5 separate regions of the Mus musculus genome follow, and all the other regions are linked to region 1. Evidence: chromatin contacts called from public ChIA-PET and promoter capture Hi-C data. All regions are on one chromosome and are shown on one strand. Each heading gives the region's core, a stretch centred on a gene start, on an enhancer-like site or on the middle of the called end of the contact. The rest is flanking DNA. Distances are from core to core; before and after follow the strand shown. Region 1 holds the start of Kif13b (kinesin family member 13B). Region 2 holds the start of Extl3 (exostosin-like glycosyltransferase 3). Region 3 has its middle 36 kb from the start of Gm41177. Region 4 overlaps Extl3 (exostosin-like glycosyltransferase 3). Region 5 overlaps Ints9 (integrator complex subunit 9).

What was found. Promoter capture Hi-C pulls out the DNA fragments that hold promoters and counts their contacts. ChIA-PET counts read pairs in DNA pulled down with a chosen protein or histone mark.
Region 2: a promoter capture Hi-C map of the HPC-7 cell line shows a contact between it and region 1. The contact joins the promoter of Extl3 here to the promoter of Kif13b in region 1. A contact is called at or near these places in 9 of 39 promoter capture datasets (the C10 cell line, the HPC-7 cell line, cranial neural crest and 5 more), 2 of 484 Hi-C or Micro-C datasets (CD8 T cells and the HPC-7 cell line) and 8 of 115 datasets of contacts at active chromatin or transcription factors (effector CD8 T cells, embryonic stem cells, epiblast stem cells and 3 more).
Region 3: a contact with region 1 is called in a promoter capture Hi-C map of hippocampal neurons, with 2.3 times the contacts expected there. The contact joins the enhancer-like site here to the promoter of Kif13b in region 1. A contact is called at or near these places in 7 of 39 promoter capture datasets (3T3-L1-derived adipocytes, the C10 cell line, embryonic stem cells and 3 more), 4 of 115 datasets of contacts at active chromatin or transcription factors (embryonic stem cells, large pre-B cells, microglia and 1 more) and 1 of 9 other capture datasets (adipose tissue).
Region 4: a contact with region 1 is called in an RNA polymerase II ChIA-PET map of effector CD8 T cells, with 5 read pairs. The contact joins the enhancer-like site here to the promoter of Kif13b in region 1. A contact is called at or near these places in 3 of 39 promoter capture datasets (the C10 cell line, hippocampal neurons and pre-B cells) and 2 of 115 datasets of contacts at active chromatin or transcription factors (effector CD8 T cells and memory CD8 T cells).
Region 5: a contact with region 1 is called in a promoter capture Hi-C map of the C10 cell line. The contact joins the enhancer-like site here to the promoter of Kif13b in region 1. A contact is called at or near these places in 11 of 39 promoter capture datasets (the 3T3-L1 cell line, the C10 cell line, the HPC-7 cell line and 6 more), 2 of 115 datasets of contacts at active chromatin or transcription factors (bone marrow-derived macrophages and embryonic basal ganglia) and 2 of 9 other capture datasets (adipose tissue and liver).

What each region holds. Positions count from the first base shown.
Region 1 is chr14:64,650,558-64,656,018 of GRCm38.p6, forward strand. It overlaps Kif13b (kinesin family member 13B), which reads left to right and starts at 1,984. Exons shown (of 40, transcript NM_001081177.2): 1 at 1,984-2,099. The coding sequence starts at 2,045.
Region 2 is chr14:65,095,033-65,100,440 of GRCm38.p6, forward strand. It overlaps Extl3 (exostosin-like glycosyltransferase 3), which reads right to left and starts at 3,074. Exons shown (of 7, transcript NM_018788.3): 1 at 2,965-3,074. Gm52119 (a long non-coding RNA gene) reads left to right here and starts at 4,338. Exons shown (of 3, transcript XR_003951142.1): 1 at 4,338-5,058.
Region 3 is chr14:65,133,579-65,139,127 of GRCm38.p6, forward strand. It overlaps a transcript of Extl3 not described here. Among named protein-coding and RNA genes, the nearest start is that of Gm41177, 36 kb to the right of the region's middle. Within about 2 kb of position 1,968, at least 42 of the 459 cell types and tissues checked have an H3K27ac peak or open chromatin away from gene starts, as enhancers often do. A contact at or near this core is called in hippocampal neurons and stem cell-derived neural progenitor cells, where this site is marked.
Region 4 is chr14:65,069,689-65,074,781 of GRCm38.p6, forward strand. All of the region lies in intron 3 of Extl3 (exostosin-like glycosyltransferase 3), which reads right to left. Among named protein-coding and RNA genes, the nearest start is that of Gm52118, 26 kb to the left of the region's middle. Within about 2 kb of position 1,408, at least 134 of the 459 cell types and tissues checked have an H3K27ac peak or open chromatin away from gene starts, as enhancers often do. A contact at or near this core is called in effector CD8 T cells, memory CD8 T cells and pre-B cells, where this site is marked.
Region 5 is chr14:65,004,522-65,009,936 of GRCm38.p6, forward strand. It overlaps Ints9 (integrator complex subunit 9), which reads left to right. Exons shown (of 17, transcript NM_153414.5): 7 at 2,725-2,845; 8 at 3,470-3,604. Among named protein-coding and RNA genes, the nearest start is that of Gm52118, 39 kb to the right of the region's middle. Within about 2 kb of position 3,175, at least 1 of the 459 cell types and tissues checked has an H3K27ac peak or open chromatin away from gene starts, as enhancers often do.

The DNA.
Region 1 (5,461 bases), core at 734-3,233:
GTGCTGGGATTATAGTATGTCCAGTGCTATTCCTGTTTGATTTAGTGTTACTAACATATAGTAAGGGTCATTAATGCACCCCAAATCTGACTTTTGTGTTGGCTAAACAGAACATGTTTGTAGGATAGACTTGGTGCACAAACCACCAACCAGCAGTCTCTGTGAGGCTGATAAACAGTATTTACACTTTGGTTTCATTGACTCACACGATAAATGTCACTGCAGGTTGGGTGACACAGGGTCTCCACTTTACACATTAAAAAAGATGAAATTTGAGTGGCCAAATAAGTTGACCGTGACCACAGGTTGGCAAATGAGTGGGATTTGAGTTAAGTTTGTTTCCATAACCCAAGGTTATGACTCAGAGGATGCAGAGGCTGTGGTCAAGGTTGAATGCATCCATTTATCCTGAAGGATAAGTCAGTAAAGAAACAAGAGGGGGACAAGGCAGTCAGAGAAAATCATCAAAATCAAGGATCAAACCCAGAGGTCTTAAAAAGGAGAGGAAGAGGTTTTCAGATGAAGGGTCAGTTCTTGGACACCGTAGTCTCAATACAGATTGCTAGAGTTTAAGAGTCCTGCAGAATCGAGGTGAGGCGAGGTGCAAACCTTTAGCTCCAGCACTTAGAAGGCAGAAGCAGATGGATCTCTGAAGTGGAGACCAGTCTGTCTACTGAGTGAGTTTACAGACCAGCTAGGGCTAGATACAGAGGCAGGCGAGAGAGGCCTCAGGTCTGTTATTCCAGCTACTTGAGAGGGTGAGACAGGAAGATTGCAAGTAAAAAGCTAATTTGAGCAACTCATGTGGACCTCTATCAAAACCCAAAGCACAGGGGCTGGAGAGCTGGCTCACTGGGCTCTATTCTCTGCCCCTATGTGGTGGCTCGCAACTCTCTGTAATTCTAGGTCCAGGGGATCGGATGCCCTCTTCTGAATTCAGCACAGGCATACAGATATACATTCAGGCAAACATCCATAAACATAAAAAAAGAAGAGAAAAAGAAGTAAAAAAACAAAACAAAACAAACCCCAAAAACCCCACCCATCCAATGAAAAACTATAACAAAACTCCAAACAGGGCCATTGAGATGGTTCAGTGGGTAAATGTTCTGGCTTGCTAGCCAGATAACTGAATTCCATCCCTAGGACCCACAGGGTAGATAGAAGGAGAGAACTGACTCTTGAAAGTTGTCTTTTGACACATGCTCCCACATGTGTACACACACACACACATCCAATAAATAAATAAATAAATAACAAGTACATTACACAGAAGGGGAAAGGCCCAGCACCAACAAGGCAGTGTATGTATTTTCCCAGCTCACTAGCCCATTCCTATTCTTAGAAGTGCCTTTTCTTTCTTTCTTTTTCTTTTTTCTTTTTTTGAGACAGGGTTTCTCTTTATATTCCTGGCTATACTGGATCTCATGCTATAGACCAGACTGGCCTCAAACTCAACAGCGATCAGCCTATTTTTGCTTCCCAAGTGCTGGGGTTAAAGGCCTGTGACACCATGGCCAGTTGGCTTTCTCTTTCTTAATAAACTATCTCTACTTTTATTATCTCAAAAAATAATAAAAGGAAGGCTGGGAATATAACTCAAGGATAGAGCGCTTGCCTACCATTCATAAAGTGCTAATTTTAATGTCCAGAAAACTCTCCACACGCACACAAAAGAGAAGTTAGGTGTTGCGGGATGGACAGGGAAAATCCTGCAACAGATAGGAAGGAAGGAAGAGAGAGGAAGAAGTAAAGAAAGAGAAGGAAAAGAAAGGAGAGGGAGGTACAGGAACAGCGGCACAATTGTAAAACGGCGACAGATGACTACAAGTTCCAGAGAGCGGCGCGCGAATTTTCCCGCCAGCGCCTCGGCCTGACTTGTGGGAACTACACATCCCAGCATGCCCCGGGACGCACCGGTCCTCGCCCCTCGTCGGTCCCGCCCCCTTTTCCCCCACAGCCCCCGCCCGCCGGGTTGGCCTCGGAGAGTTTGTCCGGTGGCCGAGGTAGACGGAGGTGCAGTGAGAACCCCGGCGGTAGCACGATGGGAGACTCCAAAGTGAAAGTGGCGGTACGGGTCCGGCCAATGAACCGACGAGGTGAGCGCTTGTCCCGGGCCGGGGGCGACAGGTGCCTGTGGTGGTAGAGCTTCGGCGTCCCGGGGGTCTCGGCGGGCTCCCTTCAGCGCGCGTGCGCCCTCGACGGCGCGGTCGGGCCCTCAGCCCTCCGCCCCGCCAGCTGTCACCGAGCTCTCCAGGCCTGGGGCAGCTCCGGCCTCGCAGTCCTCCTGTGTACGCAGCTCTTAGGGCGGACAGCCCTACTTTTCGATTTTCCACGTTCTCCCTTGAACCTGCACCTTGTGGCTGTTTGCAGAAAAGGAAGGACATGCATGCCTTCTTAGTTCTTTTCTGGTTTATGACTGTCGAGAGGTTTCCTTTTTTTCCTTTTGCTTGAAGTGATAGTCATCATCTCAACAATAAATAGTCTCAGTGCCAAGATTCTTGGGAAATTGTATCTTTCAGACATGCTCTGAAGTCTGTAGGGAGGGTAGAGAAAGTAGATAAACCCAGGACACGTAAATCATCTATCCAAGTTGGAAAGACTGAAGCCCAACTTGAATCCGGGGAGTAGCTGCTTTTTGCCTCTGTAGCTTCACCAGAGGGTGACTGGGCAGGGTACTTAAAATGAGGTGATGTGTTTGAAAACACTTTCTAGACAAGTCTTGTTATTGAGGTTGCTGCCGCGCTCCCGGGAGATGGAATTGCTGCTAATTGATTTAGACTACTGACTAGCTAGAGCCATTATTAAGTGCAGGAGTCATTTTCCAAGGTTTCTAGTTTGTTTTACTGTGTTTAAAGTCTAGTGTGTAGGAAATAGTTTTTCTGTCTCCTTGCCCTTTTGTGTATGTATTGAGGTAAGTAGGTGTAAAAGTTAACAAAGATTTCTCTGGTTGGTTGTTCCTTGGGAACTTGGTGTCTCTGTTTTCTTGTCGTTGGTTTGCCTACTTGAACCTGCTGAAGTCTATGAGGCAAGCTTTTCCCCTGAAGACGGAACTTTTTAAGCTCTCAGCTCATTGCCTCCTAACATCCAGGTTCTCACAAAACAGAGTGAGTAGCTTAGAAGTCTGAAAGTTTTCAGTTCTCCCATTTTTTGAGTATCCAGACATCTTTATTTTAGATCACTTCACCTCATTGTGATCATTACTGCGATTAAAAAAAAACTAAAGAAAAAAAGAAAACAGCCAAATGAAATCCGACATATCTGGGAATGATTCGGAAAGGAAGGGTTCAGCACATTCTTAAAATTTCCTTTTTGCAAAACCCTTGGAAATGTCAGTGCTGAAGGAGGCCTCTAACCAGCCACCACAGCAGGGTTTGGCACAGATAGTTAGAGCCGGACTCTTCCTTGTTTTCTCTTACTGGGAGGAAGCTACTGTCTTTAATTTGCTATGCTTGTAATTCTGACAGTGGCTGTTACTAATGCTCAGAGTTTTGAGATATTCGTTGAATGATTTCTAGCTGTTCCTTGTATTCCTTCCTTTCTCTTTCTTTCCTATTTTTGAGACTGGGTCTCTGTACATAGCCCTGGAACTCATTATGTAGACCAAGCTGGCCTCAGATTCATAGAAATATGCCTGCCTCTGCCCAGATCTTTGGTGCTGGGATTAAAGGCATTCGCCACAACACCTGACCCTTCTTTTCTTTTTAAAACTTAGGTGCTAAGGATCTGAACTCTGGTCCTCACTTGGTTTTCATCCATTAAACCATCTGAGTTCAACCAACCACCCAGGCATCTCCCCAGTCCTATTTTTTTTTTTTTTTTCATTTATTTAGAGGCAGTCTCTGTGTAGACCAGGGTGGCCTGGGACTTGCAGTCATCTTCCTCCCTCAGCCTCCTGAGTGCATTGCAGGGGTGCACCAACCACTCCTGGCTGAACTCACTTTAAAATGAATGTTTACAGTTTGGCCCCATTGTCCAGTGGCAGCTGCCCCGTAGTCTCTTTGCTTACTCTGTCTTCTGTTTCTAGTGCTCATCATAGATAATTTCTTCATCTACAGGTTATTATGCAATATAATAGAGAGGAATCTTAAAGCTTGTTATTTCTGAGTTGGCATCTTGAATTCCTATGAAAAGGGAGTAACAAAATTGAGCTCCTTTTTGCTGAGTTTGAAAAGAATTCTATTTAAGCATTGCTTCTGGGGAATGTAGTGTTTTAAGGGATAGCATGTGGCTGTCAAGTAGTTGGGTCTAGTCCTGAGTGCTCCTGACTCAGTGTGTATGTGCGGGAAGTGTCCTGAGGATTGACATGGAGACAGGCTGAGACTGGGTCACTGGGTTGTATTTCTGATCATAGACTCTGTTGTTTGAGTGACATTTGTGTCTTTTGAGGGAAGTCCAAAGGTTTCCAGAACTCTTCAGGGTAGGGTTCGATTCTTGTGTGACTCAGTGGCTGGTTGTGCTTAAGGGGGTTCAGTTTTTCTGCTTAACTGTCTGTGGGGTTGGGAAAATTAATTGAATATTAATTGGTAGTTCCTAATTTAATGATAACTAGAGTTGTAGTGGTTAATTTGTCAAGATAAAGAAAGGAAGTGTGTGTGTGTCTATGTGTTTGTGTGTCGTCTGTCTCTCTGTCGATGTCTGTAATCTTAAAACTTGGTGGAGGCAGAAGGATCTCTGAGGTGAGTCTGGGCTGTGTACATAGTAAAGTTGCTTTTTTAAAAAATTAAAAAATTCTCTACATCCTTGTCTGCTAACCAACTAACCTTCCTTCCTCCCGGCTTCTATTTTCTACCTTTTTTTACCTTTGGTGATGCTGGGGTCTTAACCAGGGCCTTGCATACACTAATGTTTTCATTCTGATGTTATGCTCACATGTGTGTGTAATCTTACATGGCCTTAATATTACAGCTTCTAATCATCTGAAATAGGAAGCTAAACTGCTAAAGAAAATTATTTCTTTACTGCTAAATAGGAAGCTAAACTGCTAAAGAATAAATATTTCTTAAAAGATCTTGGGACATCAGTGGGAGGAGAGGCCCTTGGGCCTGAGGGTGTTCGATGCCCCAGTGTAGGGGAATGCCTAAGAGGGAAGACAGGAGTGGGTGGGTGGGTGGGGGAACACTCTCATAGAGGCAGGGGGAAGGAGGATGAGTTAGGGGGTTTCCGAAGGGGAGACCTGGAGAGGGGAAAACATTTAAAATGTAAATAAAGAAAATATTAAAAAATAAAAAAGATCTTGGACTTGTATTTGCAGGTGATGTCCCTTTTTTTAGTATTGTTTTGACATTGGGTCTCAGGTGACTCAGGCTAGTCTCAGACTTGCTGTGTAGTTGAGGCTTACTGTCTTGTTCTGTCAGGCTTCGTTTTTGTCTGTTCTTTCAGATTGTACAACTCAGCAGATTACATTTACATTCTTCTACATACTGCACAGAAGACCGTTTCATATCTTATTATAAATAAT
Region 2 (5,408 bases), core at 1,824-4,323, 450 kb after region 1:
GAGTCTCTCTGTCCCTCTGCACCTCAAGGCTACAGATTTGGTTTGTTTTTTTGTTTTTTGTTTTTTGTTTTTTTTTTTAAAGAAGATAGCTCAAGCGGGTAAGAGAACTGACTGTTCTTCCAGAGGTCCTGAGTTCAATTCCCAGCAACCACATGGTGGCTCACAACCATCCGTAATGGGATCTGGTGCCTTCTTCTGGTGTGTGTCTGAAGACAGCTACAGTATACTCGTATAAATAAAAATAAATTTTAATAGAGATTTCTTTTTTAAGAGCTCCAGCTTCTTTTACACCTACTTATATCACCCAAGACACCTGAAAGACTTCAATCACAAAAGGTGCGTCTAAGAGGTTCAGGCAGGAGAAGACAATGCTCACACGTTAGTCTACCTCTGTCCTTGAGTTCTCAACTTCATCTGCACACAATCTGCTATTTCATGGAACCTATAACACGTGAAAAGTCTTTCCCGTTTGCTCAGCTGTCCCATTATCACAGATTCTCAAAGGGAGCAGATACCAAAAGTAAAAGGAAATGAATGTAAATAAAATGTTTGTTGGTTGGCTTATTTTTTGACATAGGCCTCGTGTAACCTAGGTTGGCTACAAACTCTCCTATGTAGCTAACGATGACCTTGGACTCCTGGTACACCTAGCAAGCTGGTTTCAGGCATGTGCTACTAGAACCTGCCTGCAAAGAAACAACTCACCAAGAACTTTCTCAACTCAACTTAGTTCTCCAGCAAATATTATTGAGTAGTTTTAGAACTTTTGATGGAAGAGCCTTGGTTTGTGTGTGTGTGTGTGTGTGTGTGTGTGTGTGTGTGTGTGTGTGTGTGTTTTCAAGACAGGGTTTCTCTGTGTAGTCCTGGCTGTCCTGGAACTCACTTTGTAGACCAGGCTGGCCTTGAACTCAGAAGTTCGCCTGCCTCTGCCTCCCAAGTGCTGGGATTAAAGGTGCCCGGCAGCCTTGGTTCTTAGTCCTTGCTTCACACTGAACTATGTACAGAGACAATTAGAGCCTCACCGGGACTCCATCTGGTGAGACACTCTTATTTCTAATACCTTATTTTACTTTAAACAATACCTTTAACCCCTCTCCAGCTACCACCAAAGCAAAGGCTGTAGCTCAATGGTAGAGGGCGTGCCGTACAGCATGTGGGAAGCCCTGGGTTCCACAGGTAAAGAAGCAAACCAACTCAGTCACTCAACTGACAGGCCCTGCTTCACTCCTTCCCCACCTCTCACTGACCTTTCCCACTAGGCTAGAGATCATGGCTTATAGCAGGCTGGCCTGGAACTCCTGGTGAGCCTCTTGCCTGCCTACACACCCCACACCCTGGTCTAGCGCCTTCACACAGCACAGCGTTTTCCAACCTGCACACTTCCTTCTGAAAGCTACTAGCCTATTTTAGACCTCCCCCTCTCTTCTAGAGTCCATTTTTCTCTCCCACCTGGTTACTGAGGTCTTTTACTCTCACAGGCAAAAAACAAAGCTCTCAGACCTAATCACTAAGAGATTCCAACAGACACCAGGTACTTAATAATGGTTTTTTCTTCTAGAAAGTGAGGATGAGAATAAACACACACACACACACACACACACACACACACACACACAAAGCTTTTTGTTAGTTCTACCTTCACCTTTGGTGTCCAAACTGGTGTCTCAAGGATTCTGAAGATGCTAGGTCTGGATTTGGTGGCTCCAGCTTTATAATCCCAACACTGCAGAGGCTGAAGCAACAGGCTCACCAAGAACTCCAGGTCAGCCTGGGCTACAGCGTGACCCTATCTCCAACAACCAAACAAAACAAAACACCCACACACAATTCTTAATAGCCACAATTCTAGGTCTCCTCCAGAAAGCATTCAGACTAACGTCAACTCTTCAGGCTCTTCAGGCTCTCCACGGGCAAAGATCTGGAAATCCTCACAGGAAATAGATATGTTTAACACACCAAGTAAGAGTTTAAGAAAGTGGTTTTTCTTTCATTACGATTTATATAAAAGTCCTCTGCTGGAATAAGCTGTTGAGAAAGTCTAGTTTCACTCAAGATTATCAATGCCCCAGGGAAGAACCACCATCCCAGACTCTACAGAGAGTTATAGTCATTGAGTCAGAGGGGAAAGCTAACTGTTGAGCAATAGACAGGAACCTCCAAGCCTGCTTGGATGGATGGATGGATGGATGGATGGGAAGGGAGGGAGGGTAGAAGAGAGAGGGTCAAGAAGTCCAGCCTTGAAATGCCAGACTCTCCAAGTGGAACAAGAACAAGACAAAAGTGAAGAACCGCTTACTGCCACCTCTTAAATCACATATTGACTTTCCTCTTCCCCAAAAGAAGAGGATCTATTAAAGGCCTTGAGAATTTAAAGAGCAGCGATCCAGGCTGGAGGCTGACACCCATCGACTTTCAGTGGGCTCAGGGCCGTGGATATCTCAACAGAGGCTAAGCAGCTGCTCACTATGGACTAGGGCAAACACTCGGTGCTGCCCAGCTTCTCGGGCTCTGACATGGGGCTGTCGCCAACAGAACAGTCACTCCATGTGGGGCGTCACGGGGACCCCCAATCCCTCAGCTGTGGCACACCCAGGCCCCGGGAGGACACAGAGCACAGCAACACCTGGACCCCTGGCAGGAAGTGGCCACCTGGAGAGAAGAGCCCGACGGGCAGCGGCGCGCAGCTGTGCCGAGGAGAAGCGGCCAGATGTGGGAGTGATCGCGGGGAGCTGAAGGCTGCGCTTCCACGGGAGATGTTCCCGTGGGCCGCTAGTGCCCGGCCCCAGCGGAGCGAGGCCCCCGCGCGGGGCAGGCCTACCCGGCTGCGCCGCCGCCGCAGCTCCCAGGCACCGCCGCTCGTGCCCCCGCCCGCCACAGCCGCAAGCTCAAGGCTGCCCGGTGCTTCCCACCAGCCTTTCCAGCCCTGCCCGGGTCCTCGGGCTTCCATGCCGCCCGGACTCCTACCGGCTTCCAGTCAGTAACGAGCCACCGCCGTTGCCTGCGTGAAAGTCCGCTTCCCACAAGCCGCTCTGGCCGCCGGCTGCGCGCCTCCCAGGCCGCGCCGGATCCTCCACTCCCCCTGCCGGCCGGATCCTCCACTCCCCCTGCCGGCCGGCGGCCATTTCCGACCCGCGCCGGCGGAACTTGCCGAAGATGGGCCGGAAACGGCCGAACCTGCGTCTGCCGAGCGAGAGGAAAGCGCAGAGACATTCGTGACTTTCCGGACGCGTCCGAAGGCACAGGCGGAGGGGGGCGGTGGGCTCTGCCCTCCTGGATCCCAGGCGCAGGCTGGGTGCCAGTGATTGTGAGAAGGGCCAGGAGCCTGGAGAAGAGGCCCCATTAATCTGGGTAACCCTCAACCTAAAAATAAGCCCATGCCCAAATGTGGTACCCCGTGCTAGCAATGACCCACAGTTCTGAAACACTTTTAAATATTTAGCTGCAAATAAAGGGCGGGGCTGAGTAGATGCTTAGGGGGAAAAAAAATCCCCGGCTTTGCAAAACAGATTAATCAACCTTGCAAGTTATGGACTAAAAGGAGTATCTTTTAAATACTTTAAAGCCAGGCTCTGTGGTTTGGGAATTGGGAAGACCCTTCTACTACAGAGAGAATATAGAGAGAAGGGGGGGCAGGGGCAGGGAGGGCTCAGAGGAGGCAGAGAGAGACCGGGGGGGGGGGGGGGGGGAGGAGGAGAAGGGAAGGAAAGAGGGAGGAGATAGGATCAATTTTAAAAGTAGCACGAGTTAATTTAGAAAACAGTTCAAACTCATCTATTAAAATTAACAATTGTAGTATAGTTTAAAGTCAGATTGCTTCTCCGTATTTATTTGAGTCCCCCAAAACAAGGCTATTGCCCCAGGGCTTCCTCCACAGAGTCCAGACACACCCAGCTAGGTTAGCTCATTTCCATCCCTGTGCTTGGGTGGTCTGTTACTTTAAGGAGAACTGCACCCCAGAGATGGTTTCACAGCTGCTGACCCTTCCACCTGCCCTTCTTGGGAGCACCCAGACCCAGTGCTCAGGACAGGGAGGCTGAGAAAACAGGATTCCACTCCCACGGCAGACTGAGTTAACCATTCCCTTTGCAAAACAAAACATTTTTAAAACCCTGACAGTTGATTTTCTGGAGCAGTCTCCTCATCTCCTGATCTCTCCACCCATCTCCAAGTCAGGCTCCGCTCTTTCCCTCATCTATCCTATTTTACTCTCTTGTAACTATGATAAAACACCACGACCAAAAGCAACTTGGGGAGGAAAGGGTTTATTAGGCGTACACATCCCAGTCACAGTTTATTATTGAAAGAAGCTGAAGCATAAACTTTAAAGCAGGGCAGGGCCCTTGGAGGCAGAAATTGAAACAGAGGCCTTGAAGTTAGGCTGTTCACTGGCTCGTTTCCCATGGCTGGCTCAGTTTTCTTTTTTTCTTTTTTTTTTTTTTTTCTTTTTTACACTAGAGACCACCTGCCCAAGGGTGGCTCTGTGCATAATAGGCTGGGTCTGCCCCAGACTTGCCCACAGGCCAATCTGATAGACGAGTTTCTCCCTTCCCCCCTTCCCTCCTCCCTCTCTCCACTTGGGGGAGAACATTTTGAGGTCTCCCTCTACATGGCTATTTTGGAACTCACTATGTAGACCCGGCTGGCCTGAAACTCACAAAGATCTGCCTGCCTCTGCTGGGATTAAAGGCACGTGCTACCCACCCATACCTGAGGTTCCCTCTTCTCAGAAGATCCTAGCTTGTGTCAAGTTGACAACAACTAACCATCGAACCATCCTTCCTCCTTCCCTTTCTGGGGACATGTAACGCTCCTCTCTCCCACTGATGAGCGCAGGAGGTAGAAATTGACTAGACAAGGCTGGGGCGCAGGGAGTGATCGGCCTTTTCTTGGCTAAAGGCTGGAAATAGGTCAAAGATGCCACAAGTGCCTAAGCCAAGTGCCACCAGGCTGGAGAGGCCAGGAAGGAGGTCGTCGTCTCCTACCCCTTTCCTGGACGCCATACTGAGGCTGTGACCCAAACTGCAAGGACCTCGACACCTGGCATGAAAGCTGAACTGGGTAACTCATCCTCTTTCCTGCCTCCATCCGCTAAAGCCCAATTAACTTGCAGGCAGTGACGCTGCTCAGTGGGGTTCCAGCCCCCGGGGGTTGGGGGGGAGAGGACCCTTCCCGCTGGACAGGAGCGTCTCTGTCTTTCTCTCCCAACAGTAGGTTTTTGGGTTTTTCCACCTAAATCTCACCCCCACTGTGGTACATGAATTTCATTCTTTGAATTTGGGAAATGAGAACCCGAAAGCATCTAGCTTGGTTTTGATGGCGGTTGAGTTTCCAGGATCCTCCCCTCTCAAGCTAAGCACGGAAGAGCCGAGAAAGGTTCTGCTGCCATCAAAGATGCCAGGATATCCCTG
Region 3 (5,549 bases), core at 718-3,217, 480 kb after region 1:
ACTTCCTTCGTGGAAAGGACAGCGTTTTGTTCTTACTGGAGTAGATACTTATTCTGGTTATGGATTTGCCTTTCCTGCACGTAATGCCTCTGCTAAAACCACCATTCACGGACTGACAGAATGCCTCATCTATCGTCATGGTATTCCACACAGTATTGCTTCTGACCAAGGAACTCATTTCACAGCCAGAGAAGTACGACAGTGGGCTCACGATCATGGAATTCACTGGTCTTACCACATTCCCCATCATCCTGAAGCAGCTGGGCTGATAGAAAGATGGAATGGCCTTTTGAAGACGCAGTTACAGCGCCAATTAGGTGGTAACAGCTTGGAAGGCTGGGGCAGAGTTCTTCAGAAGGCAGTATATGCTTTGAATCAGCGCTCGATATATGGTACAGTTTCACCCATAGCCAGGATTCATGGGTCCAGGAATCAAGGGGTGGAAAACGGAATAGTTCCACTTACTATCACTCCTAGTGACCCTCTAGGAAAATTTTTGCTTCCTGTCCCCATAACTCTAGGTTCTGCTGGCTTAGAAGTTTTGGCTCCAGAGAGGGGAGTGCTCCTACCAGGAGCTACAACAAACATTTCATTGAACTGGAAGCTCAGACTTCCCCCTGGTCATTTTGGGCTTCTAATGCCCTTAAACCAACAGGCTAAAAAAGGAATAACAGTGTTAGGAGGGGTGATAGATCCAGATTACCATGGGGAAATTGGATTACCTCTTCACAATGGTGGTAAGCAAGATTATGTCTGGAGTGCAGGAGATCCCTTAGGGCGTCTCTTAGTACTACCATGTCCTGTGATTAAAGTCAATGGGAAACTACAACAGCCTAATCCAAGCAGGATGACAAAGGACGCAGACCCATCAGGAATGAAGGTATGGGTCAATCCTCCAGGAAAAGAGCCAAGACCTGCTGAGGTGCTGGCTGAAGGTGAAGGAAATACAGAATGGGTAGTAGAGGAAGGTAGTTATAAATACCAATTAAGGCCACGTAACCAGTTGCAGAAACGAGGATTATAAAGTAATATGAATGCCCATTGTAAATTTACTAATGCATTTGCGATTGTACGAGGGATAGTTATATCATGTTAGGCGTATTTACAACCTTGTTATTGTTTCATGTGAACATGAGATATTATTTGTGTCAAGTTGACAAGGGGTGGATTGTAGTGGCTATTCCTGGTTGTCAACTTGACAATATTTGGAATGAACTACAATTCGGAATTGGAAGGCTCACCAGTGACCCTTATCTGGAGGCTTGGAGATCCTTATCTGGATCTTGGTTTGAAGATCTTGAGCCATAGTGGCTATGGATTCCAGAAGATTGAATCTCCGAGTTTAAGGAACACACCTTTAATCTGGGCTACTCCTTTCATCTGGGATTAAAGGTGTGGTGGAACACACCTTTAATCTGGGCTACACCTTCTGCTGGAGACAATATAAGGACATTGGAAGAAGGGAGTCTAGCTCTTGCTCTTGCTCCTTTGCCTGCTTGCTGCGTGAGACTGAGTAACTGCTAGATCCTTGGACTTCCATTCACAGCTGCGACTGAACAATTGTTGGGAATTCGGCTGCCGACTGTAAGTCATCAATAAATTCCTTTACTATTTAGAGATTATCCATAAGTTCTGTGACTCTAGAGAACCCTGACTAATACAGATGGTTAGCACAGAAAACCAGCTCAGAGAGTGAAAATAGGGTAGACAGGCAAAAGACCCTGTACGAAGCCCAGAAGACTTCTCATTCAAAGTAGGTAATGCAAGAGACTGAAGAAGCCACCCCTACTGTGGTCTGGTGTCCCTCGGAGGAAGCTGGCTGCTACAGGAGCTGCCATATGAAGCATGCGCTCTGTGAACAGTCAGGAATATGACAATGACAAGTGGGTTGCTTCCATACCAAGCCTCTGTGCCACAGCCCTGCCCAGCTGCTAGGCTCCCCTGCAGGTGCCATCTGCCTCAGCCAGGCTACGGAGCAGCCTCAAATGATCGCTACCCCCACTCCTGATGCTGGTGATTGGCTCTCCTCCCCAGTTACCAGAATCCATCCCCCAGCCTCCTCAGCTTGAATCCTTATTAAGTAGGATAGAAAGGGAGCAGGGAGGGTCGATTAAGTAAGTGCTATTAACAGAGGACCCAAGCCTGGGAGGTCAAAGAGACCGGGATGGATGATGGCTGCCAGCCAGACCAAACTTGGAACACTCCTCACAGATACCAAAGAGACATGTGCCCCATGCCAAAGCTGCTGGATTTGGGTTGGAGAATAATGGGTGGTTGCTTTTCTGGGATTTCTTTGATATGCCTTCCAGTTGCTTTTATGAGTATAGATCGTTCTTATAAACCAAAAACGTACAGTGTAAGACAAGAAAACAACAGAGATGGATGCATTAAAGACAAAGCCACATCAAGATTCTCATGTAGTCTGAAGCCTTTAAAGAAGAAGGTGGCTGGGTGTGGTGCTGCACGCCTTTAAATCCCAGCACTAGGGAGGCAGAGGCAAACAGTTCTCTGTGAGCTGGAGGCCAGCCTGGTCTACAGAGTGAGTTCCAGAACAGCCAGGGCTATACAGAGAAACCCTGTCTTGAACCTTCCTCCACACTCCCCCCCCCCCAAAACAACAGACAGGCAGCATAAGGGTTGTAGCCCAGTAGTGAACCCCCGCCCTAGCATGTATGAAGCCCTGGGCTCAGCTCCCAGCTGACCTGAAGGGCAGAGGAGGCCTGCTGGAGGTGAGGAGGTACAACATGTACCTCTAAGACCAGCAGTTCACTTCTCTGCTCCCCCCTCCTCACTGGCTTGAAACTCAATAGCCCTTCAAGCCATCTTCCTCACCCCACTCTGTAAACCCAAGTGATGCTGATGTCATACTCATCTCAGCTTAACCACTCTATGTTCAAACCATCAACATTTTCCAGCTTCAGCCCTTCACGATTATGTAAAATCAACAAGTATTTAAATTAGTGGGCTGGTTTTGGCATGTAAACATATCAAGTCTCTCGCCCATTTAATGCAAAGCTTTGTACTAATTAATAAAATTAGGTGCAAAACTCAAACCCCTCAGTGCTTGAACAATCCAGCCGACCTAGGCATCTCCAAAGTCTCCATCCTAAATAAAGCCTTCCCGAATCCCACACTCGGAAGCGGCATGGTGGCTAACCCCCTGCCCTGCTATAGTCAGAACTCTGGATTGTAAGTGATAGGAACCCCGGTGATGGAAAGGACACAATGCAAATAAGAGCTAAGCCAAGCCGGGTAACCCAACCCAAACCTGAGCAGGACTTTGTCCTTTGCTTCTGCTTCTCACAGTAAGACACTTTCACAGGACAGGAAACATGGACACCCAAGAGGTCAAGAGTTACCATTTCAGCCCTCGAGCTTTTATTAGTTCTATGTTCAAAAATCCTAAGAGGAATCTTCAGTCAGCTTGGGTCAGTTCAGTGGGCTGTACAAAACATTGTAGCAGCTGCTGCCAGAATCAAATGGCCAGAGAGAGGGACCAACCAGTACCACAAAAGCAAGTAGAAACTGCTGTGAACTGAACCACCATTTCTCCCCCTGAAGCTCTTATGTGGAGGCCTAACTCCTCAGGGTGTATCAGTGTTGAGAGGGAGGGCCTAGTGGGAAGTGTTTGGGGCCTGGGAAAGAAGCCCTTGGGAATGGTTGATGCTTTCTGGAGGAGCCCATGAGCTAGCGCTGGCTTAGTGGCCATTAGGTAGCAACATGTCCACCACACACTGCCTGTCTTCACACAGGACACTCACCCTTCCGCTTTCTGCCATGAGTTGAAGAATTCAAAGCTTTCACCGTACATTGTTACATATCCAGTCTTGATGTCCGAGCCCAAGTATGAACCATAATAAGCCTCTACCAGCTATCTACTCTGCGGTATCACATTAGAACAGCGGAATGCAGACTAGGGCATACATTATTACACTCCAATAAAAAGGAATGCAATAATGTGACATTTCAGACTTCTTTGGAAGGCACATTTTATGCAGCAAAGCTGAAGAGACATGGGGGGCAGGGGTGTTGGGGGGTAGGAGTCTCCTGGGAGCTGGCACGTCCCTCATGGTGGAGCCTCACCCTCCAATCAGAACTGAAGTCCCCCCACCTTAGCAAAACCCCAACTGTTATGTGTCACCAGCCACCCAATGGCTCACAGATGGTAAATTATAAATGGCAGCGGTATTAGAGGCCTCAGAAAGAAGCGTCTTTAATGGCAGGTGTGCCTCTAACGTGAATAGAGTTATTGGATAAAAGGAGAAGGGTTTCCGTGTCCTGACTCATCCTGACGCCACCTGCTCTTTCCCATCCACATGACCAGCAGCTAATCCTATTGCTTCTGCGTCATCAACAGCAAGCAACCTTCCCATCAGCCCTGAGCTCCATCCACTGCTATCCTGGCTGAGGCCCCCTCAGAACCACGCTGGATCATTCTATAGACATCGGAGTGGGGAGATAGATACCCTAGCCCTTGTTAAGCAAGGAAATATTTAAAAGGAATGATTGAGACCTGGGGATGGAGCTCGATGATCCAATGCTTGCCTGCAAGTGTAAGGACCCTGGGTTCAATATCTAGTACCACACAAAAAGACACAGAGGCTGGAGAGAAGGCTCAGTGGGTAAAGTGTTTGTTGTGCGAGTGTGGGGACCAAAGTTTGAATCCACAGCATAATCATGTGGGGATGGTGGCACACTGGAGTGCAGACAGGGGTCTACAACTAGCTAGCTAGACCAGCAAAATCCTAGCATCAACTTTGAGCCTCCATCAGCACAAATACATGCATACATGTATACCTGTATGCATATTTCCACACATGTGACTATGTATACACATATGAGTACCACCCCCCCACACACACACACACACTCAAAAAAAACCCATGGTATTTCAAAAGTAGTAAAACATACTCCACAACTCATCTCTGGGTGATCACGGAAAACCCATCAATCCATCTGAGGTGTTTTATTTTTAAACAAAAGGCATAATATTTCTAAATTTTTTATCTATTTTTATTTTAATGTACATTTGTGTTTGGTCTGTATATATGTCTGTGTGAGGGTTGTTGGGTCCCCTGAAACGTGAGCTACAGATGGTTGTGAGCCACCATGTGGGTGCTGGGAGTTGAACCCAGGTCCTTTGGAAGAACAGCCAGTGCTCTAAACCTCTGAGCCACCTCTCCAGCCCAAGACATAGTATAGTATTTTATAGTCTTATGGAGATAACTTTTGACATAGTATCTCATACCCAAATGTGTAGATAGGAGTGCTTCATATCAGGAGTTTTTCAGGTTTATGAGTGGTGAAACATTCCTAAATGTGAAAATGCTCTGAAACCCAAAACTTTATGACCGTTGGCGTCAATGCTCCAGTTTTCGATTTTGGCATCTACCTTTGGATTGGGAGTGCTCGACTTGATCGTGCTGTTGATATCAGAGGTCCTGTGCTAACCTTCCAAAAGTCAAATAAATTCGAGATGACAGAGAAGGTTGGAAAACCCTCTGCAGCATAATTTTCTTTCTCTCCCAAAGATTTGCCATTATTTTTTC
Region 4 (5,093 bases), core at 158-2,657, 420 kb after region 1:
TAGACCAGGCTGGCCTCTACTCACAGAGATCCTCCTGCCTCACCCTCCAGCTGCTGGGATTAAAAGGTATATGCCAGCACAGCTGGCTCCCTCCTTATTCTTTAAAAGACCTGACTAGGCTAGACCAGAAAGCCAGGAATCAAATAGCAGACAAGCTCTGGACTGGATTCACAAGCAAGTTTGTGCATAAGTTCACTGAAGTCCATCCCTGAGATGACTGTCAAGAAGCCTAAGAGGGAAGATGGGGGAAGAGCTCTGATTCGGAAGCCAAATGCGGAGGCTTCAACCTTCAGCCCAGCACAGGGGAGGTGGGAGCAGGAGGAATCTAGGTGCTCAACTCAGCAGCCAACCATTGCGGGGTTTCAGCAACAAAATCCTGACAGAGACTTAGTCATTCCTAAACGCACTGTACACAGCTCTGCACTGGTCTCTAGGAGTTTGCGAAAAGCATGGCAAATGTCAAAGACACGAGTCAACCGAAAGGAACTTAAAAAACATGCCCATTTTTGTTGGGGTTTTGTTTCAAATTACAACAGTACTGTCCTCCACCCCAGCCCCCAGGAGTGGCTGTTTCTTTACATTGTGCCAGGAAGGTATACGGACGTACTTTGTGTTACACTTTGGTAACTCAGAAGACTAGCTTTCAAATTACTGCTTCAATTAGGAGGCTGGCATCGACCAGAAGGAATGGTACATATACTGCCTGCCTCCAAGATGTCCAACGCACATCAAATAACCACGCGGATGAGTAAGTAGGTAAGCAGAACCAGGAAGCAGTGGGCTCTGCTATCCCAAACATTCAACGCAATGGGGAGTGCTTAGGAATGACAGGGCTAAGTCAGGAGGCCCCTTAGTATTTGCTCCGATTTATTTTTTCCTCTTGCTGCGCTGTTCAGGCAGGCCCTGAACTCAGTGTGTAGCCCAGGCTGGCCTTTAACATGCAGTCTTCCTGCTTCACCTATGTAGCCCAGGCTGGCTACATAGGCTTGCAGTTCTCCTGGCTCTACCTCTGGATGCTGAGATACGATACAAGTGTATAGTGTATGTACCACAACATCTGACCCCTAGCCTTGCTTTCTAATGCGGAGAGCATCTCTTGGCCTACATCAGTCATGTTGGAGGAACTCACAGGAACACTGGCTTGCTTCACACAGCACATTCCCAGGTCAGCTGGCCTTCTGTCACCATCCTTCAGAGAAGCCCAGACTCCTGTCACATCCTTCTTCGTAGCACAGGGCAGTGGCCAGGACAGCAATCCAGACCTAGCACTTCACACCATTAAGTTCACACTGGCTCAGCCCAGCCTAACATCCTCCAGCCTCTAACAATGCCTCGAGCATAGCACACTTCCGTAGCCAGCCTTGTCATCACACAGGCACCAGACGGAAACAGCGGCTACTTCCTCTGACTTAAAGCAGACCACAGAGCTCAGGAATGAAGAGCTTGAGGCCTAGGAAGCCGCATCTATCTATGAGTTTCTAACACATGAGCACCAACATCAAAGAGCTTGGGGGGTGGTGCGGGAAGGGAGTCGCCTACTCTGTGAACAAGGGGGAGGGGCCAAGAACAATCAAGGGGGTGGGAGTTGAGAGTAACACCATGAACTCATTTTCATTCATAACTATGAGGCTAACATGCACAGAAAAAGTGCCTGTCTTAACTTATGAGGCACGTCTATTTGAAGTTTTAAAAGCAGTGCTGATGAAGCCTGTGAAAACATTACTCAGACAGCACAAAGCAGAGGGCAGCCTCCAGGGAGAAGATGCACACAGAGACCGCCGCGCTCAGCACCGCTGAGAAACCGCTGAGACACCGCTGAGACAGCTCACAAACGGGGCTTGGCAGGCACCCCTGTCCCAGTCTGCCGAACTCGGGACCAGCTGGATTACAAATGGCAAGTTCCAGCCCTAACAGCAAGCCTCTGCCTTCCACACAGCGCCACTGCCTAAAGCCACTGCATCTTTAAACTGGCACGGCCTCTTCCAGCTTTCCTCACACTTTGCACAGTTACTTTACAATCCTAGTTTTATACATGACATATTTATATTATTTACTCATAAGCGATCATAGGCCCTTTAAACATCTACAATTCTTGCTGATTACACTCGTGAGTCCTGGCAGCTTTCATTCTTCCTGTGAAGCTCATTCCTGAATGGTAAAGAAGGGAAACGGGCAAGCCACCCAGACACACTCTGGAGAAGCGGTGAAAGTTGTCCCCACTGACTCGCCACCGTCGGGTTTACATGTAATATTTTAAAGAATAGAGTGCAAAGAGGTTGAGAAAATACACATATTGCATCTCTGAGGGGTGAGCTTTTGCAATGCCCTCTTGGCTTCCAGGATGTGCCATGGAGAAAGCCAGGGAGTGACAAGGGAAGAAGGACCCAGAGGCAGTTCCTGCCCATCTCTCTCTTCTCTGTACTAAGAGGCCATGTAGGAAACAAAGTTAAAGGCAGGCTGTTGGCAAGGCACACTATTCCCCAAACAGAAGTCTCCATGTTCAATTCCAGCACCAGTCAGGACAGCAGAGGACACTGGAAGCCAGCCTGGAATCACTAATGTTTTCTTGGACTTGCCAAGAAACAGAAGTGTCCCTTCCACTGCAGCTCAAGCCTTGAAACACCACAGGACATGCCGAGAGACTGGTGAGTGTTCTTAAAAGGCCATTCTACGATTTTCTACAGTCTAAAATAAAGTTGACTAAATTTTTGGTGTGTCAAAAAGGAAAATTATCTAGAGCAGTGATTCTCAGCCTTCCTAATGCTGTGACCCTTTAATACAATTTCGATGCTGCGGTGCCCACCCCCCACCATAAAATTACTTTCATTGCTACTTCATAACTGTAATTTTGCTACTGTTAGAAAAAAATCATAATGTAGGTATTTTTAGAGACAGAAGCTTGCCAAAGGGGCCAGAACCCATAGGCTGAGAACCACTGATCTAGAGGGCTCTGCTTCTGGGAGGGCTGCTGTCAAAATCAATCCCTACAGATGACAACTATAAAATCTAGACAAACTTTAAAGACTCCTCAAAGAGATGCTGAAGAGATAGCTCAGTGGCTAAGAGCACTGGCTATTCTCCCAAAGTAACCAGGTTCAATTCTCACCACCCACATGGCAGCTCATAACCATCTGCAATTCTAGTTCCAAAGGATGGATGGATGGATGGATCTCTCCCTCTCCCTCTCTCTCTCTCTCCCCCCTCCCCCCTTCCCTCCCTCCCACGCACACACACATGCATGCAGGCAGACCACCAATGTACATAAAATACAAATAAATTACTTTAAAAACAAAACCTCTTCAAAAGAAAATGAATGACAGATGCAAGGGACTAAGACTCAGGCAGGGTCGAGGCTGAGAATGCTTTGCCCTGAGGTGAGGCCAGACCTGGCTCTAAAGGGCAGCTGGAGCACTGGGGGGAAACTTTCTGCCTTGAGTACCAGGAGATTTTGTGGGTCCCTGAAAGGAAAAGATTAAGAAATACAGACAGGGAAGGGAGCTCAGTGTGTCGAGTATAAACTACCCGACTCCAGCCCATTCCTACTCCAGGCTGCTCTGACCCCTGCTCTCACAGAACAGGCAAACATAAACTCAACAAATACTGGGGCAACCATCAACAGCCAAAAACCCTTTGTGTCCCAGCCAATAAGCCCCCCCCCACCCGCCCCCCGACACACACAAAAATACCTGTACTTTCAAAAACAAATAAAAATTCCAGAACTAAGCCATGGCCTCAGATAAACTACAGACACCCAAACATGCCGGGAAGGCTCGGAAGCAGCTGGAGGAAACCATAACTTACACATGGGGCAACGGTCTGAGAAGCCAACGCTGCACACCCAGGTGCGGCACATCCAGGTGCAGTGGACCAGCTGTACAGCGTTGTCCCCAAACTATCAGGAGCCCTGCATGAGACTGGACACCCAATCCCTTGGCACGGGAATGCTCTTCTTTCTTTGTAAAGATTTATTCGTTTTATTCTATGTGTGCTTTGCCTGAATGTATGTTGGTATACCATGTGTGTCCCCACTGCCTGCAGCAGTCAGAAGAGGGTGTGGGATGCCTGGGAACTAGAGTTATGGGTGGTCGTGAGCCACCACGTGGGCACTTGGAACAGAACACAGGTCTTCTGCAAGAGCAACAAGTGCTCTTGCTTGCTGAGCTCTCTCTCCAGCCCTCCTTTGATTGGCATTAGGCATCTCTCCATCACCACCTCTCAGTCTTCCTACACTCATATGGAGGGCCTCTCAGTAGCCTGATAGCACTGCTCCTCTGCTCAATAGCTCTGGACCTGAGATCCTTTTTATAGAGTGTGAAACCAGCTCCACGGACAGTGGCCATGAAGGTCACCTTATTCCATCGTGATGTAATAAATAAAGAGTGGAGATTTTAAAATGTAAGACCCTCCACATGTCCACCCCACTAAGATAATCCCTCTCCACTTAAGTATCTATGGCCCATCAGAGTCCACAGCTGATAGACGTCAGCCTGCATGCCTGATGCCTGCCTGGACGCTGGCTCAAATGAAGCACAGAGTGCCCAGCATTCTCTACAGCTGCATGGATGCTCCTGGGTGGATCCATTAGCCAGGATGCTGACTTAAATCATCTTCCCTGGAGGTATCGTCTACTAGACTGCCTAGGAAGCTAATTTCACAAAGGACCTGTGAACTGTAGCACAAATAGGCTGTGCTGGCATTAAGGAGGAAAACCTTCCTTAGAGAAGGATTACAGACAAACCCTTGTTGGCGCTGACACCTGCCTTCACCAAGAGGGCCAGCAATTTTAACTGCTGCTCTAAATACCTGCTTCCCATAAACAGAAAACACAGTCAAAATAGTGACTAGACTGAAATTTTCTAACTTGAACTCTTTCCTTTTAAAAATAACTATAAAAGACTGCATGCTACTACAGAAAGTATGTTAGGCTGGGCAGTGGTGGCTCACACCTTTAATCCCAGAACTTGGAAGACAGAGGCAGGCGGATTTCTGAGTTCGAGGCCAGCCTGGTCTACGGAGTGAGTTGCAGGACAGCCAGGGCTACACAGAGAAACCCTGTCTCGAAAAACCAAAAAACAAACAAACAAACAAAAAGT
Region 5 (5,415 bases), core at 1,925-4,424, 360 kb after region 1:
CCTGGAAGAAGCACTTTGGGATGCACTCTGCTCCTCTAGCCACGCCCTCTATAACCTTCCAGCTCTGGCCTGCAGTCAAGGAGTCTGGCTCCTGTGCAGCCCAAGAGAGAAGTCATTATTTTTCCTGGAAGGTGACCCTGGGAGGCACAAGCACTGGACCCTGGTGGTGGGAATTTCAAGGAGGAACTAAGGATGGGTAGTAGCTTGGCTTCTTTCTCAAGACCCTAGAGAGAGAGATCAGAGCCTCACTCTGGGTTGAGGGACAATGCATGTGCTACCTGGCCGTGGTACCTGTCATTTTGGCACATTTGGGTTGAAATCCAGGCATGTCTGGATGTCACTCCCATCTTTCCATCATCTCATAGTACCTCTCATAGTAATCTAGGTAGAACATGACTAAGAGCCTTGGGTTTTACCTTGAGTATAGGGGGAGCCATTAGAGTACAGATGAGGATGGGTGGGTGTGTTGCTGTGTGTGTTTGTGTGTGTGTGAGAGGGAGAGAGTGCGTGAAATGCTCTGCTGCTCAGTGTTTTTGGGAGCAAATAGAGCCTAATGCACACATTCAATTCATCGGGAGCACATTAACTTAGATTTTACAGTTAGGCTCACACAAGTTAATCTTCCAGATAATTCCTTATGTATATTTTTAAACAATATGAAAATATTGTTTAAAACAATCAAGGAATGTTTTTGATGGTGGTGTTAAAGGGCACACAGGTCATATTTATTCCCCTTTATGTCGAGCCTCACCAGTGTTAAACTCACTCTTTTTCTCAGCCCCACTGGTGAAGTTTATTTTATTTATCTTATGTTAACAGGAAAGAAAATGTGAGATCTTAGGTAGAAAAACCTAGTCTGGGGTATAGCTCAGAGGCAGGGCATGATACACAATGTGTAAGGGCCTGAGACTTCCTAGCACTGTGTGTGTGTGGGGGGGGGGGGGAATGGATATAGTTCAAGTAGAAATGTTCTGTGTTAGAGTGCATATATCATTAAGGGCTGGAGAGATAAATCAATGGTTAAAAGAACCTGCTGCTCTTAGAGAGGGCCTGGGTTTGGTTCCTAGCCTCCACATTGCAGATCAAAACTGCCTATAACTCCACTTTCAGGGATCTGGCTCCCTCTTCTGGTCTTCTTGGTATCACCCACTCACATGATGCACATACAATCAGTTATTCACACGTACAGATGAAAAATAGAAATGAAATAAATCATTTTTTAAGTATATATTATTGAACTTGAAAATTTCGAAAAGAAAGATTGAATTTATGATTGTCCTATTGAGGCCAGCTTTATTTGGGGTACACCTGGGACTGCCCAGCCTTTCCCTAAGTGAGGATTTTAGAGAGCAGCCCCTGCCTTCCTCTTGAGTTCTCTTTTATCAGAGAGATAAGTGTTCACAGAGAGGGCTGGCTGTTTACATTGTTAGAAAGGTACAATGGAAGGGAAGGAACTGGGAAGGAACAAAGGGAAGGGAATCGCGGGAATGGGGTCCCAAGGTTAGTGAGGGGTGAAAAACATGTTTTGTAGTTTACCTAGATCTAAGAAACAGGAACTTACTCTTAATTACAGATAGAAACCTTAACTTGCAGGGACTTGACACAGGAACTTACTCTTTAACTACAAACAGAAATTTCAACCTGCACAGGACAAAGGGAACTTACTCTTAACTGTCTTAGCTGCAAACAGAAACCTTAACCTGCAAGGTCTATTGTTCCTGTTTTGTTCTTGCAATATGGAAAACCTTCAAACACTATTAATAAAATAACTTTAAAAATGATGGAAAAGAAATTTAAAAGCTACATCAGAAATTAGCCCAGAAGAAAGCAGTAATGGAAAGACGAGATAAGACAAACAGCAAAAATTAAATTGGAAGATACAGTTTATCAGTAATAAAAATAAATGTGAAGCCAGGCAGTGGTGGCCACACCTTTAATCCCACACGTGAGAGGCAGGGGAAGGTGGGTCTCTGAGTTCTTGGACAGCCAGGACTACACAGAAAACCCTGTCTTGAAAAGCCAAAAAAGGAAACAAACAAGCCAAGGTGAATGACTGGACTGTGGGGATTATCAGTATAGATTTTAAAAATCATAACTACATGCTGGATAAATAAAATGGAAATAAAAACATAATAGGAAAAACAACAAAATCAAAGAAGTTTAAAATGTGTGTGTGTGTGTATTTTCACATCTGAAAGTGTGGGTGTGTGCATGGTATGGTGCCCAAGTGGTCAGAGGACAACTTTTAGAAGTCAAGGGTCTCCTGTTTTTCTACTACTATGCTCCACACTCCAGGCTAGCTGGCTGGGAGCTTCCTGCCCGTTCTCCTGTCTCCTTTCCCTTCTCACAGTAAGAGTCCTGGGATTACGCATGCCTACCACCCCTTCCAGCTTTTTACGTAGATTTCAGGATTGAACTCAGGTTATCAAGCTTGTTCAGCAAGTGCTATTACACTCTGAGCCACTCACTGCACATTTTTTTTTATTAATAAAATTGACAATCTTGGATTGACAAAAAAAAAAAAAAAAAAAAGCAAGAACTCAAATTATTAGAAGCAGAAAGAGACAACAATACTGGCCTTATATAAATAATGATTATTAAAGAATCCCTGAATAGTCCTATGGCAATAAATTGCCCAACTTAAGGAAAATGGTCATATTGCTAGCAATGTCTATTAAGTGATGGCATGCTCACCTAGTGATTGGCATTGTGCTGTGTTTGCAGGCTGCTGCCTTCTCCCCTCAAGGATGCAGTGGAAGTGTCAACCTGGAGAAGATGCTACACGATGCAGGAGGTGAACTCGGCCCTCAGTAAAATCCAGCTGGTGGGATATTCCCAGAAAATCGTGAGTGTTCCCATGAGTGCTGTCCGTTTGTATTGAGTCCCTGGGGGATTCTCGTAGCACTCTTTCCAAGCCACCCTGTCTCCTTTGTGTGAGCGCCAGGAAGAATGCAGGCAGATTCTCCACCCTCCAGACTTTTCCGTGGTACTCATTCATCGCCCCCATTCCCTGGGCCCCCAGAACTCGGTTGGTTATCTGGTGAGTCTGGAGAAAGGCAGCTGCTCCATCCTGTCTCCTGAGAAACCAGACATAAGTTTTCCCATCTGAGGCAATGGCAATCAGAAACAGAGAAGTGGTTTACCAAGGGGGACTTGAGAGCTGATCTGATGATAAGAATTCCTGCTGCTGTTGACCTGCAGCTGAGGCCACTCCGAACTGGAACCTAACCTAAGGTGGAAAGGGAAAACTGGTCTTTGAGTCTTGACTGTTTCCTAACTTGCCTTTTAATGCCTTCCCCTGAGCGTGGAAGGAGCTGAGGTGGCAGACCGCAGACTGCTTCTGTTACAGCACAGCCACCATCATTCTGTCTGTTTCCAGTTTGCTTTAAATAAGGACAGTTGTGTTGCTTTCCCCTTTAAGCCCACTTAGCTTGCCACCAGCTGCATGTTCTCTGTGTGGTTCTTTTAGGAGCTGTTTGGTGCTGTCCAGGTGACCCCTCTGAGCTCTGGCTATGCCCTTGGAAGCTCCAACTGGATTATCCAGTCACATTATGAGAAAGTATCTTACGTCTCTGGATCCTCCTTGCTTACCACACACCCTCAGGTAAGTTATCTTTTAACCACCAGCAACCTATAGATATTTAATTCAAATTCAGCAGGTCTCTAGTGCTGTACTGGGAACAGTTTTCAAACCGTCCTCATCTCCTATGACACTCTAGATCTTAGATAGTCTAGGCGAGTGCGTTGGACCGTGTTTAGGGTCTTCTTTCTTCAGAAGGAGCTCTGTGGCGCTCAAGGTTACCTCTAGGGTGATGATTCCCGGTCCTTCCAAGACTCTGGCCTGATGCCCGACACAGAAATCGTTGATCCTCTCAGCACATACTAACTGCTGAATACATACTGAGCGCAGGTATCAGGCCCTGATCTCAGCATCAGGATTGAGTCAGCACTAGGCAAGGTCTCTGCTGGTAAGCCTTGTCTTCAGTTGAGCGTGACCGGGACAAAGATGAGTAGATAAATGAGTGGTGTGGCTTAGACTGAGGTAGAAATCCTGAGGACAGCACAGCAGCTTTAGTTGTAGGGGAGTAGAGATAGTTTGGATTGGACAGTCCACTTGAAGCCGTGATTAAAGAGCCAAGTTAAGATGTGAGGCAAAGCCTAGAGAGATGGCTCATGGAGTCCCTGGAGCTGGACAGGCAGGGCATTGTTGAAGAGCAGAGAAAGCCCTTGTTGCTGCAAGGTACTGCACAGCCAGGGAAGGGGCAGGGGCAGGGGCAGGTCACACATGCCTTAGTAGATCAGAATGAGTTCTGATTGGATCTTTTATTCATTCTTGTGTGTGTGTGTGTGTGTGTGTGTATACACTTTTAGCGTGGGCATATGTGTACATATGTATAAAGAGAAGGGTCGAGGCCAGGTGTCTTTGTGTGATCCATCTGTACCCTGATTCCTTGAGGTGTGGTCTCTCATGAACTTGAAGGACACCAGTTTTGCTTGACTGACTAGCCAGTGAGATTCAAGGATCCACCTGTCTCCACCCCAGCTCAGATAGGTTACAGGCATGTGTCGTCGGACTCAGCTTTTTAAATGGGTACTAGGGATCTGAACTCAGATCTTCATGCTTATGCTATAGGAGCCACTTCCCAGGCCCCTGCCTACTGTATGTTTTGTTTTCTTTTATTCAAATGGGGTCTTACCCTGTAGATCTGCTTGGCTGGCCTGGAACTCACTGTCTAGACTAGACTGGCTTCCAACTGAGGAACTGACCCACCTCTGCCTCCCAAGTGCTCGGCTTAAGGGCATACAATAACTTACAACCACTTCCCATTGTATTCTGATGTGCAAGGGTTGCTATTAGGAGGGTTAAGTTAATCATGCAGTACAGTTACATTTGACAATAAGATATAGATATATGTATGTATGTATGTGTATGTATATATGTACATGTATATATTGTTAGAAATATAATAGTTAATCCGTGGGTTTTTGTAGAGAACTTACCCTTTATTTTATAAACCCTGGCCCTTTTGAATTTGTAAAAGAAGAGTGGTTGAGATTAGGTAGCCAGTGGCTGAACATATAGATAACTTGTGGATGTCCTTGTAGCATTTTATCTTTGAAATGTGTTACTTTATGACCATAACCTTAAGATGTTGCTGTCTTCATAATAAAACAGAAGGTGAAGCTTCGACATGGATCACAGACCCTTCTGCCTTAGACCTGGAACCTGGACCCTCTGCTTCCTTCGTAGTTCTGCCCCTTCCCTGACGGTTGCTTTGGTCCATACCACAGCCTCCTCATTCTGTCACAAAATTGCTTTCCTTGGGTACATAGGAATCCTTATCCCTGCGCTCTGTCCCCTCGTGGGATTAATGCTTGCCATACTTCACACAGAAAGTTCCCGTGTCGTACAAG